Linked DNA regions of Mus musculus: region 2 is linked to region 1. A link is a contact called in public HiCAR-type data. All regions are on one chromosome and are shown on one strand. The core of a region is the stretch at or near the end of the contact, and the rest is flanking DNA. Distances in the headings are between cores, read along the strand shown.

Evidence for each region. HiCAR-type assays count read pairs that join an accessible place to other places.
Region 2: a contact with region 1 is called in a HiCAR-type map of astrocytes, with 4 times the contacts expected there. The contact joins the promoter of Ppm1k here to the promoter of Aqp1 in region 1. A contact is called at or near these places in 1 of 39 promoter capture datasets (liver) and 1 of 115 datasets of contacts at active chromatin or transcription factors (astrocytes).

Annotation. Positions count from the first base shown.
Region 1 is chr6:55,334,889-55,338,439 of GRCm38.p6, forward strand. It overlaps Aqp1 (aquaporin 1), which reads left to right and starts at 1,411. Exons shown (of 4, transcript NM_007472.2): 1 at 1,411-1,986. The coding sequence starts at 1,603.
Region 2 is chr6:57,533,511-57,537,015 of GRCm38.p6, forward strand. Ppm1k (protein phosphatase 1K (PP2C domain containing)) reads right to left here and starts at 1,977. Exons shown (of 7, transcript NM_175523.5): 1 at 1,770-1,977.

The DNA of each region.
Region 1 (3,551 bases), core at 161-2,660:
CTGGTTCCAGGACTGTGGCTGAATACAACCTGGCCCTTGAGGGACAATGTCATTCTCTGTAGGATAGAAGGTGCTTGGCCCTATCTTGACAGATGTCAGACTCAAAGACATTTCTTCTTTCTCAGTGAGTGTTGTTTTTCCACCTCTGATGGGTAAGAAGCCAATGATTCTGATAAGGACTAAGATGGAAAGAGAGGGACCAATCATAACAGGTCCTACCTTGTGGCCACAGAGAGAGCCTCCCTATGGGCCTGGTATACCTTCCAGCACACTCAAACAGTAGGCAAGTGACCGACCAGTTCTCTGGTCCTTTACTCGGGATTTTGGGGGTACACAGGAAACATGGTGGGTGCTTTGTCTGCCCCCACCTCCTCTCCACCCCTCCTGGTGTTGGAAAGTGCCTCTGGTCTCCCTTACCTTCCTCTCTCCTCTTTCTCTATCTAGATTCTTGTCCGGCCTATGTCTCCTCTGCTCCGTTTGTCTCTTCCTGTTTCTGACGTGCTGTTTTTTCCTGTGATGCTAGTGACTGAATCCAGTGCCCAGTTGAATATTGTATGCGTGAGCACATCCATAGCCTGGCCGCTGTCTCCTGCAAGGCTGGAAACCTCTTCCACTTTCCACCATCACTCGGATAATGCTTCCTGTTGCTCTGCCTATCATCCCATCACTGCATCTGTCTCTTAGCCCCAGCCCATGTCTCCCATTCGCTCCTTTTCAGGTCCAGCTGTCATTCCTTCCATCTCTTCAGTGACCTGCTAGCTACTTTATCTATTAGAGAAAAAAAAAAAGCCTAAGCAACATTATCTTCCCCACCCCCTCTCAAATCATGGCCTCAAATTGTTTTAAGTTTGAGGAATTGGGGGAGTTTTCCAGCAACCTTGCTTGGCTAAGGTCTGCCATTGTCTAAAGAATGATAGGTGGCTCCCAGAAAGCTTCTCTACTCCCATCAATGAGGCCCGGGGGGCGAGGACACATCCCCAAAGTGACATGCAGCTGCTTGGCCCAGGCCAGGACATTGGAGGCCAGACTGGCCCACAGATTTCTCAGCCTGAGAACTTCAGATTACTAACTCTGCTCAGAGTGGGATGGGACAGGCAGGCAATTTCTGGTGCCACCTCCAGGGAGGGCAATGTCCGTCTGGGGAGTCCAGACAACCCCTATTCCCCACCCCTTCTAGAGTGCCAGCCTCTGCCCTCAGGCACCCTTGAGCTTTGCAGGCTGGGCGGGGACACCTGGATTTCTCTGGCCCCCTGAGAAGAGCCAGCTTGGAAGAATTTCCCAAAGCCTATTAGAGCAACGGTTGCCTCCTGCCTCCTTACGCTGGGCAGGGCCGAGGGCTGAGGCGGGTGGAGGGAGCAAGGGAGGGCAGGAGGGGGAGAGGAGGAAGGAAAAAGTTGGCAGGCAGACAGCAGAGCCCTGTCTGCATCCATCGCAGCGAGGAGGCTCGTGTGGTGTGGGGCGGGCCAGGAGCAAGGAGAGGCCTTCCTCCCTTTGTGCTCCCCCCACCCAGCCCTATAAATAGGCCCAGCCCAGGCTGTGGCTCAGCTCTTGGAGGGAGTTGAGCACCAGGCATCCAGCGGTTAAGTCGAGGTCCCTGCCAGCATGGCCAGTGAAATCAAGAAGAAGCTCTTCTGGAGGGCTGTGGTGGCTGAGTTCCTGGCCATGACCCTCTTCGTCTTCATCAGCATTGGTTCTGCCCTAGGCTTCAATTACCCACTGGAGAGAAACCAGACGCTGGTCCAGGACAACGTGAAGGTGTCGCTGGCCTTTGGTTTGAGCATCGCTACTCTGGCCCAAAGTGTGGGTCACATCAGCGGTGCTCACCTCAACCCTGCGGTCACACTGGGGCTCCTGCTCAGCTGTCAGATCAGCATCCTCCGGGCTGTCATGTACATCATCGCCCAGTGTGTGGGAGCCATCGTCGCCACGGCCATTCTCTCGGGCATCACCTCCTCCCTAGTCGACAATTCACTTGGCCGCAATGACGTGAGTGGGGTATCTTAGGCTTAGGGTGTCTGTAGGAGAAGACAGAGAGGGAGCTGGCTCCATTTGCCTACTGTACAAGGGGGATACTGAAGAACAGAGAGAAGGATGAAGGTTTCTGGAGTCATGCTGAGAACTGGGGCTAGAACTCAGTTGTACTGCATGGTCTCTTTGCTGGTTGGTGCTGTGAGAATGGAGGAGCTAGACAATATGGTTGTGCCAAAGTCCCCTGCAGAGTAGCTACTGCCAGGAATGAGCTGGAGGGGCAGCTAGGTGCATGCCAGCAGTTCCTCCCCTCTTCTGAGCTACCTGAGCAGTCACCTTCCCCCTTTGCAGTCCCGTGCACTAGGCAACCTCTACCTACTGTCCCGAGTACATTTTCTCCAGCTACCCAGTGTGTTTAAAGCCACTTCTGCAAGTGTCTGAGTGTGACTCTCTTGATAAGTTGCCTGGGCTTCTAATCGGCTTCTAATCCTTAGCCAGGTCCCCAAATCAACTTCCTCAGAAAGTCAGGAGACAGCCCCCTTTCCTCCCTCTACCCCCAATAATTAGACAAAGTTGAGAGAACAATACTCTCTCTGGAGCTTTGGGAGAGTTTTCTAGATACCAGTTCAGGAGAAGGGCTCAGCTCAGCAGTCCCTGGCCACTGAACCGTGGGGCATGCTGGCTTGTTGTGTGCGGAGGTGGAAGCGAAGGTGTGTGAGTGTCTGCTTGGGTCCTGAACTTGTGTAAGCTATTTTCACGTTGATGCTGTGTTGTTGGAGAGTGTGTAAGCACTTGTACCCATTGTTCCTGGCTTTAATGATAAGCAGACGCTGGCAACAGTACGTGGCGACTGCTCAACATAACTGTCTTTGGGCTACTCTACATGACTAAGTGGCCTCTGTGGTGGCTGCCTGGCCACTGACCTTTTCCAGTTTCTTAGCTAAGTGCCCATGATGACTGAGTTCACTTGGGTTTAGCAGGAGTATCTGAGTAAGGGTGTAGGGTGTCTCAGAATGGAATAGGCTGGAGTCCCTCACCAGAGGCAAAGACTAACGGCAGAGTGGTAGAATAAGGTCCAGAGAAACGAAGCTGGCTGGACCCCAGCAGGGTAGATGCATGGGGATAGGCGCAAGGGCGTGAGCCAGGACTCTGTCCGGTGAGTTGGATAGCTATGCGTGATTAGACATCTTTCGTTTCCCAGCTGAAGTTCAGGTCCTGGAGATGCAGACCAGGAGGAGGGAGGTGAAAGTCTGGTGCAGAGGGCAGCTGCCGTGGCTCTGCTGCAGGGATGAGCACTTCTGTACCACAGTGACACCTCACCATCACACTTTTAAGTCAACCTCTGCTCAGCTGGGGATTGAAGATTAGCCCCATGGCTGGAGTTTAGACTTTAGCTGGAGAAAACTTGGAGCAGGGTTAGACGGGCCGTGTCCCTCTAGACTTCAGTCTCTCCAATAGGAGCAGGGCTAGGTGCCTTAGTGAATTCCTTCGAGGAGGTTCGAGTTGCTACCGAGGTGGGGGATGGGGAGGATGGAAGCAGTGCCTGCTCCCTCCTAGATCTTGTCTCTTCCAAGTCAAGTGAC
Region 2 (3,505 bases), core at 727-3,226, 2.2 Mb after region 1:
CTCAGATGTTTTACTTGCTCAGCAGTTTAACCCCTGAGCTTTTTCAATTTCATTTTTGGAAAAAGGAGTCCTATCTCGATAGCAGGTTTTGGCACTGGAATCTGAATGTCAAAAACTATTCAAAGGGGAAGTTTATTATTATCACTTTACACAAGAACTCGGCAGGATTAACTGACTGAGGGTTCTGGCAGTCAGCAGAGGGCTTGGAGTTTCCTCCCTCCAGGAAGCTGGTGAGGTAACTAGAAAGTGGCACTTTGGTATTTTTCCATAATGGAAACACAAGATAATTTTTGATATGTATGTATGCATACATACATGTATGTGAGCCCGGGGGAAGTGCAGGCCAGTGCAAGCAGGCAGAGGCCTTTAGTGGTCAAGCAACATCATCGGCCCGATTTTTAACACTCTTAAACTCCAAATTTCTTTACCACCATCAACAACAAAACCCCAGTGCACCCCAATAAACAACTAAAATCATCTGAAAACCTCAGAAATGTATTTTAGGAAATCCGCACTCTTGATGCCTTTATCGCCTTTTAGGAGGAAAGGAAATGTTAGTTTACTGGAGAAAAGAAAACAACAAAACGGTCAATAACTCCCTTCGGTTGTATGTGAGAGTCTGTTTTCATAGGCGAAGTGAGAATACAGTATTGAAAAGTAAGTGTTACTCAACTCTGTGAAGGGGGTGGGTTGATGTAGACAAGGAAAAAGAGACTCGGATTGCAAGAAAAACAATTATAAACAAGAGCCCATTATCCAAAGCTTCCTATTTTATGACATTTGTCATACAGTGTGGTGAGCTGGTTTCCAATTTCCACAAGTTCCAACACACACTAGAAGGGCAACACAGCCCCTTCCGCCAAGCCCTGCAGATCTCGATCTCAAGAGAGCCCCAGGTTTCCTCACCAGGGCACAGGTCCAGCAGAGGCTACATCTGCTCTGCCGGGTTGACATGCACATTGGGGGTTGGGGGCTTCGCAGTTTCTATTCCTGCAGCTCCTACAACGAAAACCGGTGGAGCTTTTGAGAGTCGAAATTTCCTAGCTATTTCTACCCAGAGCCTCAATCTTTGTCTCCTCCGGGTAAATTCTCTCATCTACAGAAAGCGTCTGCGAAAACCTGCGCCAGGAGCCACATGCCCCTAAGATACAGTGCTCTCCTAGCAAAGCAAAACACAAGCTCTCAGATCCAAACGACCAGGGCTCCGCAATCCTTCTCTACACCAGTCCCTTTGCAAGCCTGGGCTGGATAGAATCGTGGGCTGGTTTGCTGGCCTTGAACGAAGCTGGACGCGGCAGGACAACACTCTCCTGAGCTCTTGAGATCTGGCATCCCAAGTTCTTAGGCAGCTATGCCTGCTCTCGCGGGCAGGAGCGCACCAAAGGGTCTCGCTGCAGTGAATCAGGGTTCTGTTATCTTTGCTAGCTTTCTCATTCTCTCCCTGGGACCCCGCCCATCTTTCTATCCCTGCTTCCCTGGGGCTCACTATCAGCCCGAGGTCAAGTTCAAGGCCGACCAAGGCTGCTTTGGGGGAGCCGGATGCTCGGGCGCAGCCACCGTGGGCCTAGGCGAGAGCAGCTGCTTTCCACTTCCAGAAAAAGGGAGCACATCGAACCCAGAGAGATGCGCGTGGGACTCGGTCTCAGACAGAGTAAGCTGCAGGAACTCATTTCATATTTCTCTTTCGCCTTCCCGGGGACCTCCGGAGACCGCCAATGTCTCGTCAACAACCTAGGAGAATAAGCGAATTAAACTCCTTAGGCTCTTACCTTGTGATGGGTAGGTGTCTGTAAATTTCTTAATTGGCTAATGGAAGGAAGGGAAGGATTTCTTGGATGATAAACTAGACTGACTTCTCTGTTGATTATGATCTCCAGAACAAGCAATTAGGGAAGCCACAGTCTCTTCCACTCCTGGAAATTCTCGGAAAATAAAAAAAAATCAACCGCAGCTGGCCAAATGGAGACCCGGAGGAGTGTATTTCCGATGATTGACAGCAACACTAGCCAGTTGGTGCTCTGAAAGACTCTTTGCCCGCCCTCAATCTGAGCCAATTACAGATTTAGATAGGAACGAGCCTCCTGCACAGGCAATTTGACCTCTCAGATTGCCAATTAAACGCCGTAGAGCGACGTCAAAGTGGGCCAGTAGCTGTTCGACGTTGGCGCCCCGCCCTCCTGATGGGCCTGGCGGCCTCGAATCAGGCACCAGGGACCTTGCTTTTCGCCAGCCACTGGAGGAGGGAGTTTCACTTCTGCCAAAGTTATCTTAACTCTGACCCAAGAAATCGAGACTCGGACAGCCACGCTTTGCTTGAGTGTAGCACTTGTACGTCATCCAGTGTTCTTTGACAAATCACAAACCAATGTTCTTCGGACTGCATTAACAGGCATCTTGGGATGGCTCGCGACTATCCTGCATGCCAAAAAGATTTCCGTCTTTTGAAGGAAGCATTGCCTTGGATCTGGGGGTCCAAACTGATTCAAATAATCAGATAACTGCCTTTAGAACCTTCGGTCTAATAAGGAAGATGAGGAAGCAAGCCAACAAATAAACAGTAAAAGACAAATCACGTCTAAAGAGGGAACGGCTCAGGTGTGGCTGGAGAACACTGGGCAGCGGATTTTACCGCGCTGAATCTAGTCAAGGCAGGATGGATCTGAGCAGAAGACAATAGCAGATGCCTTTCAGGCTGTATCAGCACACTCCCGGGCAGGTTTCATGCACAGGAATACTGGTCAACACTAAATTGACTCCATGATTTTTTATGTGTGCGTGTTTTGGTTTTGTTTTGATACTTTTTAAGTCTTTTTAAAAATATTCATTTATTTATTTATTTATACACTGTACACTATAGCGGTCTTCAGACACTCCAGAAAATGGCATCAGATTTCATTACGGATGGTTGTGAGCCACCATGTGGTTGCTGGGGTTTGAACTCGGGACCTTTGGAAGAGCAGTCAGCGCTCTTAACCGCTGAGCCATCTCACCAGCTCCCCCCACCTCCACTTTTTAAGTCTTAATTGGGTTGTTTTTGTTTTGATTTTGGGTTTTTGTTTTTTTGTTTTGTTTTTTGTTTTTGGGTTTTTTTTTTGAGACAGAGAGAGAACATACATAAAGTTGAGTGAGTAGTACGGAAGTGGGGAGGATCTGAAAGGAATTGTGGAAGGGGAAAGAATTGCTCAAAATGCATGTATGGAATAAGTTTTAATTAAAAATATTCTTAAAATTAATAATTAAGTTGTGTTGCCTAGTTGCACCTCCTGGTCCAAGAGCATCTGGAGACCCAGTGCATTTAATAATAATATGTTTCGACAGTGATATTTGTGTTAGTGACTCACTAAATCTAACAATGGCTTATGTTGGATAGAGAATCAATTTTCATAAAGCTCTTGAAATTGTTACCGGATCCAGCATATAGACAGAAAAGTGTGCATATTGAGTGTGGCTCAAGAGATCTTCACAACATACAGCCTGACTTTATATCTAGCACCTGATCAAGAAA